3 separate regions of the Zea mays genome follow, and all the other regions are linked to region 2. A link is a contact called in public Hi-C data. All regions are on one chromosome and are shown on one strand. Each heading gives the region's core, a stretch centred on a gene start, on an enhancer-like site or on the middle of the called end of the contact. The rest is flanking DNA. Distances are from core to core; before and after follow the strand shown. Region 1 has its middle 20 kb from the start of LOC100285117. Region 2 holds the start of LOC100381672. Region 3 holds the start of LOC103627167 (U-box domain-containing protein 73).

Region 1 (3,497 bases), core at 677-3,176, 190 kb after region 2:
GATGAACATGATTGAGGTTACGTTCGACCTTCGCCCTAACAGTAGTCCCCCGAGGGGAGCCTCAACTTGATGGGTCGATCCTGAAGTCTTGCACGAAGGATGTGAATGTTGTCCTCGATTGTCAATTGAGCTGATCCGGGGGCAGGAGATTTGACCATTAATGTACGGTTTTGTGGCCATATATAAGGTAAGACAGTAGTAGGGTTTTTACACCTACTCTCACGACTTTTACTGTTGCACCTTTCCACTCACGCTTTTTTTATCGTCTATGCTCTACCGACGGCGATTGCCGTCGCTCGACAACTAGACTAGCGAGGATCAAGACAGTTGGATGAAGCCACTCCCAACATGCCATGGAACCTGCTTCTTCCCCTCTCACCGACCCTACCAGTTCCATCGTGTCACCGGTTAAATTAACCCCGACGAATAGTTCAACTTCCTCGGGCTCGGATGACATCGTACTTCCACCAATGGATGACATCTTCAAGACTTTGATAGTTAGGAATGGGGAGACTTTCGAGCTTGGACAGTCCTGGCACTTGGAGCGCTGAATTAGAGCGATGGAGCGCATGGGATATTTTCTAGCGACGGCTGGTTAGGCCTCCGGATTGGAGGCTTCATCGTAGCCATGAGGAGGGTGGTTTTCGAGGACTTTTTCGTTGATGGCCTTCACCTGTTGTACCATGACTTCGTGGTTGAGGTATTGGAGAAGTTTGGAGTTCATCTTCATTAGCTCACTCCCGATGCCATTATCACGCTCAGCAAGTTTGTGTGAGCGACGATGACCTATGGAGGGTCTCCATCTGTTGAGATTTTTACCAATAACTATTGTTTGCATTAGCAGAAGAAGACAGTGGATAAGTTGGTGCAGCGGTTCGGTAGTTGTATGTTTACATCGAAGACAGGGAAGACGAAGGGCAACGTGACCGAACTTGTGCCATGCGCCATGAATGGCTAAATATTTGTTCCAATTCTACATTGAAATAAACCTTGAATGTCTTAATATTTTTTGTTGTTGTGTGTTAAAGTTAACCTTAAATGGGTAAAGAAAAACTTGAATTGCTGCATATTTGTTCCTGATGTATGTTGAAGTAAACCTTGAATGGTCGAAGCAAACTTTGAATTGCTGAAGTAAATCTTGAATGACTGAACTATGACTAAATATTTGATGTTATGTATTGCGGACGACGGACGGATCAACTCATTTAATCGCGTGTAGCTGGTGCGATTGGTTCTCTAGTTGGTTGCTTCCCAGTGTATCAATCAGTTAGGTCTTGTTCGGTTTGTTGGGGATAAAATAAATTCCATCATGGATTTAATCCAAAGCTGGATTGGGTGAATCCATACCCCTCACCCAATCCCATACTAGAATTAAATCCATGACTCTAATCCAAACATGTTGTTCGTTTAATCCAAACATGAGAGGCGTGCCATCGCCCTCGGGGAGACGACCATGTCGTCGCCTCGTGGGTTTTATTCCAGAGGGAGCTAGGTCTGGATGCAATCCTGGTCATCCCTACTGAAAAAAAATCCAGGTGGTTGGGCCAGAATCCATAGATAGGCTGACCGAACAAAAAAATTAAATTGGTCTAGTTTTTTATGGGCTTGAAATGTGGCCTGGATTGAACCCTGATCCAGGTGAATCCAGGCCGGGATGGATTTAACCAAACAAGGCCTTACCTGGTGGGCTGCTTCGGTTGGATCCGGTGAGCTGGTAAGCCATTTAATTTATCTCCTATGTTCATTTTCTAAAGAAAAGAAACCTACATTTAATTTGATTAAATATTACCACAAATTATAAGGTTTCACTTCTATCGCTATATGTACTATTTAAGTTAAAGTTTATCCACACGGATTGGGATCCTCGGCAGTCGATTGCTCTCACGCGTCGACGCTGGGAGACCCCACCTGTCAGCTTCCTGGCAGTCGACTGCGTGACTGCCGAGGATCCGGATCCACAAGCCTATCTGCATGATGTCGAGCGTTGCATCCCTCCCAACTCCCACCGCGAAAATAATACCGTGAAAAAAACATGTGTGGGGCGCTGGATTTTCCCAAGACGTCGAAGTAAAAAACTCGACTTGCGGGGGTAAGACAGCCCCGAGTATTGTATTATAAGAAGAAGACCTTCTCAGAGAGGTCGAGAAAACTCCCGAACCCCTGCTCCACCCATACAAACTAGCATCGAAGCCCATGTGAGAACGACCGCGACCGAGGACGAGCCTTAGACCTTATGCTTTGGCGTGTGGCAGACGAGGAGATTTTTTAACCACAGCCTAAAATTCGCTCCCACAGATAGTCGTACCCAGGACCTGAGGAGTGCTACTCAGACCACCTAACCAATTCAACTAGACGCCAGTTCGCTTCCAAGACGTCGAAGTAGTAAGCCATGGCATCTAACCACTAGAGTTCATTAACTTTTGTGATATAAAAAATAAATATTGTAAATATTGTAATAAGCCATGGCACAACACAGTTCTCCGACCAAACCGACATGGGTTCAGTTTGATTCATGTCAAGCTAGGCTGGGCTGCAACACTATTAAATGGACCGTACCTCAGATAGCCCATCAGTCACGCCCCATTTTGTGATCTATAGTCTAGTACCTCCACCCTCATTATCCCTGATCTCGCAAGCGTGAAAAAAATCGAGAAAAAACTTCATCTTGTCTTACCCCACATCATATACCTCGTTGTCTATTGTCTCCGCCTCTCCTTACCACATCGCCGCCCATCGTCTCTAGGGCAAAATCGTGGGTGCACCAATTCACGCGATCCGACCCCTGGAGCGTGTGTTTAGATATGCGCGAGGTGTACTGCCGGACCCGCGAGCCGATAAGGATGACATCGTCACACACCTAACTCAAAATTGGTTTGGTTTGATCTAGAGGCGTGCTGACTACCGGTTTGCATAGACCCTGTCCTAGTTCTCGGTTGTCTTCCTTTGATGCAATCTAGAAATCTATAAGTTTAGATCGTGTTTGAATAAATATCTCATTTAAGTAAGGTCTATCTAATTGATATATAAAAACCGTAAAAATGCACGAGTCTGCACTAGTAAATCAAAATATAGTAGCATATAGCATGTGCTAACGCTACGATTCCGCGAAAGGGAAGGCAAGTGTCGACTGTGGCACGAGTGAGGGGAAGGGGACATCAGGGTCACGTGGGAGAGGGATGAAGAATGATTTAAATAATATTATCCACTGAATTTGAGTGATTAATAAAGAGAATGTTATCCAGCAATATGAAACGTTGATTTTAATGATGTGTTAAGCCTGAGTTCAATTTATTTGGTAAATTTAGTGGAGGTTATAGATGTGAGGTGATTTGTTTAGATGTATTTTATAAAGTGTAAACTGGTAAATTATATAATGGTATAAATAAGCGGGCAGCACACAGACCACATACATATTTTTACATTCAATTGCACCTCGTGTATGCGGCATGCCGCTCTATCGGTGGGTTTAGGATTTCCAATTCAAAACTGAATTGTTA
Region 2 (3,759 bases), core at 346-2,845:
GTTTTCATATAAATCTTCACATATAACTTAGAAGTAAAGCATAAGCTTCGCACAAACATGAATCACCAGAATCACATTGAAACATTGGAGAACAAAGCTATAATATATGGCAAATCGACTAATAAGGACATTGAAGCCTTTTGTTCACAAGCAAGTTGGAATAAGCTTCAGTGAAGAATTAAAAACAGTGAAATCCACGATGTAATTCAACCATTCAACTCATGCTAGGAACAGATGATACTTATTAACTTCTTGCAAATATGCAAACCCTAACAGATCTATAAATAAATCTAAACTAATTGTTAATGCCACAAATGTGTGGATGTGCATGTCTCCACAAATACAATGTTTTTTCAAAGTTTAGCATAACAGCAAATAATTGGTCAGAGATCGCCACCAAGTTGTGACTACCATCAATATCCTCACTAAGCCCTGGGATGAATATACTAGTCCTGTTGACAACTCCGAATGGCATAACAGCATCAACATTTGATCACCCTCATATTAATCTAAAACTCTTGATTGCAGTTTACCAGATTTAAACAAGCAGCCGATACAGTTGATAGAAGAATGTTTCTGGAACTGAAGGATATAACATGAAGTTTCCAGAAAGTTATGCTGCTAATACAAGCCACCTCCAAAATTGCAATTTTCTAAAGATGGACTGGAGTAAAAGGCGTGTGAACCCCATACAGAATATAGACCACTAGAAATAAAGATAGCTTATAATATTCTCCTATGAACCTTTTGTGCCCACTTCTCCCAGTCCAAAGTCGAAACAGTCGGCACGATCGCCTACAAGTTGCAATTTCTAATCCAAATCAACACAATCGAATAAATAAATAAATAAATAAATAAATAAATATGCATATGTATATATATATATGTATATATATATATATATATATATATATATATATATATATATGTATATATATATAATAGGTACTTAAAGTAAAAGACGATAGCAACACCATCGAATCTCTGCAGTGACACCAACATAGTACTAGTATTCTTATTTTCATGATTTTCATGGGAAAAAGGACGTTTCCAAATCTACCGGTACCAGTAGAGATTGGGGAAAACCGAATACCGATAGATCTTAGAACACAAACTCGACTTCCCCTAAACACGGACGGCCACAATCTCCGAAGAGAAAAGGCGACAAAAAAATCGGTTGCAGCTAGAGTCACCTCCTGCGAGCTGTGCGGGCTTGGGATTGGGCTCGGGCTGGGCCGCCCTGTCATCGAGCCCCGCGGGCGGAAGAAGGAACAAGGCGGGCGACGGGGCATTCCTCGCGGGCTCCTCCAGGTCGGCGCGGCCCCCGAACACTAGCCAGTCCGCGCCTCCACCGAGCACCGACGGCTGCGGTGCGTGGTGGCGCGCATCGCCGCCGGCGGCGACAGCGCCGCCGTGCTGCTGTTGGAGCGAGAGCATCTCCGCCCGTGCGGCGGGTAAGGAAAAGCCTCCCAGGCGCGGGCGCCGGCCGGAGGGCCCAGATCGCCGGACGGATCAACCCCTCGCGGCGCGAGAGGAGAGGGGGTGGGGGTTCTGGAGCCTGGAGGCTTCGAGAGAGCAGAGGGGGGGGACCGAATGGGGACTCGGAACTTCGGGGACGCACGGCAGGATGCTTCGAATTTTATATGAGGAGAGAGATGGGCTGTTTGTTTCGGCCTTTTGTCACTGTTCGGAAGCAACTTGTGGCATGTTTTGGAGCACTGTATTTTCTTAATTCTAAAATAATACCGTAGTATTTTGAGCGTACCATAGTAATTTAGGTCAAAGATGTTTAGGATAAATAATTAGTTTATATCAAAGTTTTATGCTGCACACAGCTACAATATTCTCTTTTTCCTACATTATAATTAAAATAATATGTCTCCAAACAGGTGTTAGATTGAACTGGTATAAAATATATCATAGTTATATCATAGGCTCGTAGCATATATTAAACAGTAGTACTTTAAACTGTGGTTTTGAGAAATAAAGTTCTCAAACAAGCCCCTAGATTTTAAGAATCCAGATTCTATCTCTTGTTTCTAGAAACTGGTTTAGGAAATAAAAATTGATTAATGGTGTTTGGAACCACTCAATTTTTATATATTGGCTTTAGCTAGAGGGGCTAGCTTCTTGGTATTTAAGAAACTGAGAATCCAGTTTCTATAAACTGGGACATAAACTAGTATGTTTGGAACCACCTCAGTTTCATAAAACCAGTTTCTTAAAAATTGGGTGCTTCCAAAGTGGCACTTAGTCATCTCCATACTCATATTCAAACTTCACTCTATAAAAAGTATAGTCTACAGTGTCAAGCATTATTTTAGGTGACCACATAGGTGCGTGTGAAGGAAGATGAAGGGTCCATATGGTTTCTATACTACTTATTAAGAGTCTAATGTAGACCATGCCCCCGCCCCCGCCTCCGTGACCCCCACGCACCCCACCCCCGCTCAGGTCCGCCCCCATCCCCTCCCCCCGCAGGTTCGTGACCGCCGCGCCTTCTTCCCCACACCCCGTCTTCGGATCTGCGACCGTCGCGCCCCCAGCCGTCTGCTTCAACCCCGGGCTGTGAGGAGAAGGAGGACGACGATGCGCGAACTGGCGGTTCTGCGGCGAGATGCGGTGGCCAGAGAGCGTCACCTTGGACCCTCAGGGTCGTGAGCCGTACACGAGCGTCGCTGACGACACCACGCTGCCAACCCTAGCCGCGCCTGCCTTCCTCCCCCGCTTGCCGTCGAGTATCGATGTTTGGAGGTGGGGGCGCCTTCGCCGGTGAGGTACCTGGTGGGGGCAGCGATCATGATGAGCGGCGTGGTACTCCCGCTGACGTACATGATCTTCCGCATCAAGAGCTCGCCGTCCTCTGCCTCCGCCGCGGGGCCCTCCTTCTCCAAGCAGATATAGGTGTGCTTTGTCTCTCTTCCTTCCTCACTCCATGAGATAGCGGTATGGCGACGCATCACATCTGCATGCTCGCATTTAACAAATTCGTGATGCGCCTTTGCTGCAGGAACAAGGGACTCATCTTAGCGAGTGGGTGGATCAATCGCCTCCCCCTGATGCTCTGATTGTTTTGGCATGGCGAGATCCTGCAACTACTCCTCGAGACTGGGCACCATCACGCCAAATACTAGCTGATTCCTTGGATTTGAGTGACAGGGCGTTTTGGATCTGCTGCGTGCGTGGGTGATCCAATCCAACAGGGCTCAGGTACGACGACAGGTACTACGACATGTACGACCCTTAATGTTGTGTCAGCTCAAAAGAATTAATGAGTTTTTTTATCTTGATCCCGAGTTCATTACTAGGTACACTAGCAATTCTTGTCCAATATTTGATTAACTACTTTTCCCCTGCTTCCTCTTCTAGAGAAGGAGAACTGTTGTTGATAAACTTAATATGCGAAATACCTTTGAAGAAAATGATGTTACCTATGTAAGTGTGATAGTTGCTCTATTAATGTCAAGCATTTGTTTTGTTTTAGCATATGCTGGAAGGAAATGGCAGACATAACTTCGCTCGTCTCTCGGTCGAGTTCATTACTAGGTACACTAGAAATTCTTGTCCAATATCTGATTAACTACTTTTCCCCTGCTTCCTCTTCTAGAGAAGGAGAACTATTGTTGATAAACTTAATATGTGAAATACCTTTGAAGAAAATGATGTTACCTATGTAAGTGTGATAGTTGCTCTATTAATGTCAAGCATTTGTTTTGTTTTAGCATATGCTGGAAGGAAATGGCAGACATAACTTCGCCT
Region 3 (3,642 bases), core at 928-3,427, 130 kb after region 2:
CGACAGTTGCACGACGCGGTAGTCCACCCAGCGCGGGGACGAGGCAGTGTGCCGCGCTAGGTCGAGTGCCTCCCTGACCAATGCCGTGAGGTCACTGTTGAGTTTGTGATCTAAATTTTGAAGAAGTCAGCCAAGTTGGCGAGCAAAGCGGAGGCCCGTCGTTAGGAGGCTTGGACGGGTGGTTACAGATCGCCGGAGAGTTCCAAGCACGAATCGTTCCCTACTCACTTTATGGTTTTGCCTTTATAAATATACTTGTAATCCGAAGGAGATAGTCTTCTTATTGTAAATCTCCTACGCTTTGTAACCACCCAAAAAAATAGTGAGATTGTTGATGGCCGACGTCCGTTATTTTCCCCTTTCGCTTTGGAGAGGGTTTACACGTTAAATTTATATTTTCTCTATTTTGATCTGCTTTGTATCGTAATGATTCATAACCGTTACGAAGTTCCCAGTAGAGCGCTGCGTGTGCTGGACGAGAGGCCCTAAACGAGCGACACCAGCGACTCGACGCTCCAGCGCATGCGCTTGTCTGCTCGTCGACTTCCTCTATATGTGCCTGTAAACTTCACTCGCGTCATCAATTAGCTAAAACGGTGTTTTCGGGCGTATATTCTTTACGTCACATGTGTCGGGAATTTGTTCATCCACGCTCGTTTGCGGGGAATCTTTTGAGCCATCTAGGGAAAACAGTGTGTGAGTGTTCCTCCACATGGGAGCAATACCATCGAAGGCAGCCTTACCGCATGTTTGGAAGAAGGAAATTGAAAGGGTTAAAATCACCTTATTATTTAAAATTAAATAGTAAAGGGATTTTAGGGGTGTTTGGCATAGCTCCAGAGCAAAACTCCAGAGGTGCTGGATAGAGTCAACCAAACACTCTAACTCGAGAGTTGCAAACTCTATAGAGTTTTAAGAGCTAAAGTGCAAATTTTTGGAGTACTCCTTTTACAGCTCTAAAATCCTTAAAAGACAACCTAAACATGTAGTTTAAAGGTATTTACCCACCATTGCCAGTGTTTATGAGAAAGCAATCTAAACTCTGAAGTAGATATGCTCCGTTCTAGAATTTGAGCAGAGCTATTTTAGGGTGGAGTAGAGCCATGCCAAACATGTCCTTAACCTCTCAAATCCCCTCCATTCTCGTGGCTACCAAACAAGCTAGAGGTTAGATCACATAATTCTTGTCCCCATTCACACTGCCGTCCATGACTAGGTTCGATTCTGACATCGCACAACACCATGATCTCGACTCCAACGGTCCAACCTCATGCTCGACTAGAGCCTGTTTGGAAGCACCCGATTTTTAAGAAACTAGTTTATTCCAAACAACACCCGATTTTTAAGAAACTAGTTTATTCCAAACATACTAGTTTATAGACATTGGATTATCGGTTTCTTAAAAACCAAGAATCTAGTCTCACCTAGCTAAAGGCAGTTTATGAAAACTGAGGTGGTTCTTAACACCGTTAACCAGTTTCTAGAAATTGTAGATATAAACTAGATTCTTAAAAACTAGGTTGCTTTCAAACAGGGCCTAACTCGTCAGGTCGTTTGCTGAGTAGAATGACTCCTCTATCAGGGTAGCCATGTTGCTGCTTAGGCCATGTACAATGGTGTTTAATATAGAGGTTTTTTGAGGTGTCTAAAGGGAAATTTGCAAAAAAAAAATCATATAGTCGTCCCTTCGTTAAGAGACATCTCTGACTCATAACAAGTAGTAACAGATGCCTTTACTTCCCTGGTACGAATTTGTCGTCTGTTATATCAATCTGATGCTCTAAAGACACATTCACTTTTGTATTTATTAATAGACTATATTTATAAACACTTTATTGTATAATAGAGTGTTTTAGTTGTCGTTTATGTTTAGAGAACCGATATGGTATCTTCCACTCTATATGCCCTTAGGTTGTTCGAGCGAACTTCCACAAACGTCGCCCTCATGGTGTTTCGACACTGGGTCGTAACCATGTCGGTTGTCGAGCATGCACACCTCGTTCGCTGTCGCAAAAGCACTCGCGCAAACCAGACTTGCTCGCAGCTCGCTCCCAGATGTCGCACCTCGCACATCCTGCCCCTCGGTCACTCCCCCTCCCCGCAGTCCCGCACTGCCTCACGCAAGCCTCCCACGGTCCCACCTGCCGACGGCATGCCTTACTGCCCGCGGCGGAGCACGCACAATTGCCTGTCTCCAGCGAGCGGCGAATGCCGTCGCTGTCTCGGACGCTGCCACGCTGGTATTGCCGCAGCCCGCAGGCGATCGAGGAAAGGACGAGACCTTAGTCCTTATGTGCTTCGTGCTCGACGAAATGTCTGATCGATCTCGCCGCGCCGCGCTATCCTCATAGGCAAACCACCACCGCTTCTCGCCCTCCCCTATATATATTGCCCTGAACCCAACGTCGTCATCGACTCTTCCGTCCAGAAACCAACTCACAAACCAAGAACCTACCAGGCCACCACCACCTCCTCATTCGCCTCGACTTAGCAGGGCAAGAGTCCTAGAAGGACAGGCGCCATGTCTTCCCCGAGGCTTTCGTCCAAAGAGGAGGAGTTGCTCCGCTCCGTGGAGAGGGCGATAGAGAGGAGCTACGCGGCCAAGCAAGCCACCAATGTACCGCTGTGGAGGCGGCTGCTCGGGAATGCGTCCAAGAAGAGCAAGAATGACTCCGCTGCCTTGACGACCGCTCCCCCGTCGCCTGGAGTTCTGGTAGGCACGCAGCGAGAAGAGCAGGAGCGCGCTAAGGAGGGTGCCGACGTCGCGAGTTCCGCGCCCAGGCATCCGTCGGAAGCAGGTGCCGAGGGAGACGACGTGCAGCCCGCGGCTCAGGACAGGTCTGTCCATGCGGCGACCATGATGAAGTCCGCGTTGGCGAGAATCCAGGGAGGCCAGAACAGCGGGGCGTTTGTTGATATGGAGCTTGCTATGAAGGGCCTCATGGATGTCTCCTTCAAAGGGAGGGAGAGAGTCCCCGTGTTGCCTGCCGAGTTCAGGTCCAAATGGCCTCATGGTAATGTACGTATCATAGATTGCTCTGCCTTCTTGTCTTTGGCTCATGCTGCGTTCTGCCTTGTCTCTCTTAAAGCATGTACAATCCATTTAATATGGAACCACCTTAAAAAACCAATGTTTAATATGGGTCTCTTGAGGTCTCTATGGGTTAGATGAAAAAAATTGCAAGAGACAGACTCTTCTCTTCGTGACTCTATATGCATATTGTCTCTTAACTGTATTTATAGTTTAGGGCTCAGAGTTGTATCACAGAGTCTCTTAAGTGTCTCTTGTATTTGGAAAACTACACAACTCTATGCATATTGTTTCTTAACTGTATTTATAGTCTAGAGGCTCAGAATTATATCAGAGTATCTTAAGTGTCTCTTGTACTTAGAAACCCGAAGCAACGTCTCAGGTTTGTGCATGCCCTTATCGGTTCTTAAAGTTCTTGATACATTGACAGTCTCAAGTGTTTGGTGTAGTCCTTTATTAGTTTCTTGATGGCTGGAATGTGGGGACGGGCTAATAACTTTGCTTTGCACCAATAAGCAGTTAGAGATGCTCATTGCTCCTTCTAATGACAAGGCACTCTTGAGTCTTGACTGAGTTAGGTGTAGTCCGCCAACAGTTCTTTTTAGGAGTTT

What was found. Hi-C and Micro-C count contacts between places; a contact is called where the count stands out from the background.
Region 1: a Hi-C map of leaf shows a contact between it and region 2, with 4 times the contacts expected there. The contact joins the enhancer-like site here to the promoter of LOC100381672 in region 2. A contact is called at or near these places in 6 of 25 Hi-C or Micro-C datasets (ear, endosperm, leaf and 2 more).
Region 3: a Hi-C map of ear shows a contact between it and region 2, with 3 times the contacts expected there. The contact joins the promoter of LOC103627167 here to the promoter of LOC100381672 in region 2. A contact is called at or near these places in 13 of 25 Hi-C or Micro-C datasets (bundle sheath, ear, leaf and 4 more) and 1 of 3 datasets of contacts at active chromatin or transcription factors (leaf).

What each region holds. Positions count from the first base shown.
Region 1 is chr5:164,875,850-164,879,346 of Zm-B73-REFERENCE-NAM-5.0, forward strand. No RefSeq gene overlaps it. Among protein-coding and RNA genes, the nearest start is that of LOC100285117, 20 kb to the right of the region's middle. Within about 2 kb of position 1,927, at least 7 of the 20 cell types and tissues checked have an H3K27ac peak or open chromatin away from gene starts, as enhancers often do. A contact at or near this core is called in ear, leaf and tassel, where this site is marked.
Region 2 is chr5:164,688,414-164,692,172 of Zm-B73-REFERENCE-NAM-5.0, forward strand. LOC100381672 reads right to left here and starts at 1,596. Exons shown (of 28, transcript NM_001174485.1): 1 at 1,194-1,596. The coding sequence starts at 1,437.
Region 3 is chr5:164,817,451-164,821,092 of Zm-B73-REFERENCE-NAM-5.0, forward strand. It overlaps LOC103627167 (U-box domain-containing protein 73), which reads left to right and starts at 2,178. Exons shown (of 3, transcript XM_008647470.4): 1 at 2,178-3,019. The coding sequence starts at 2,522.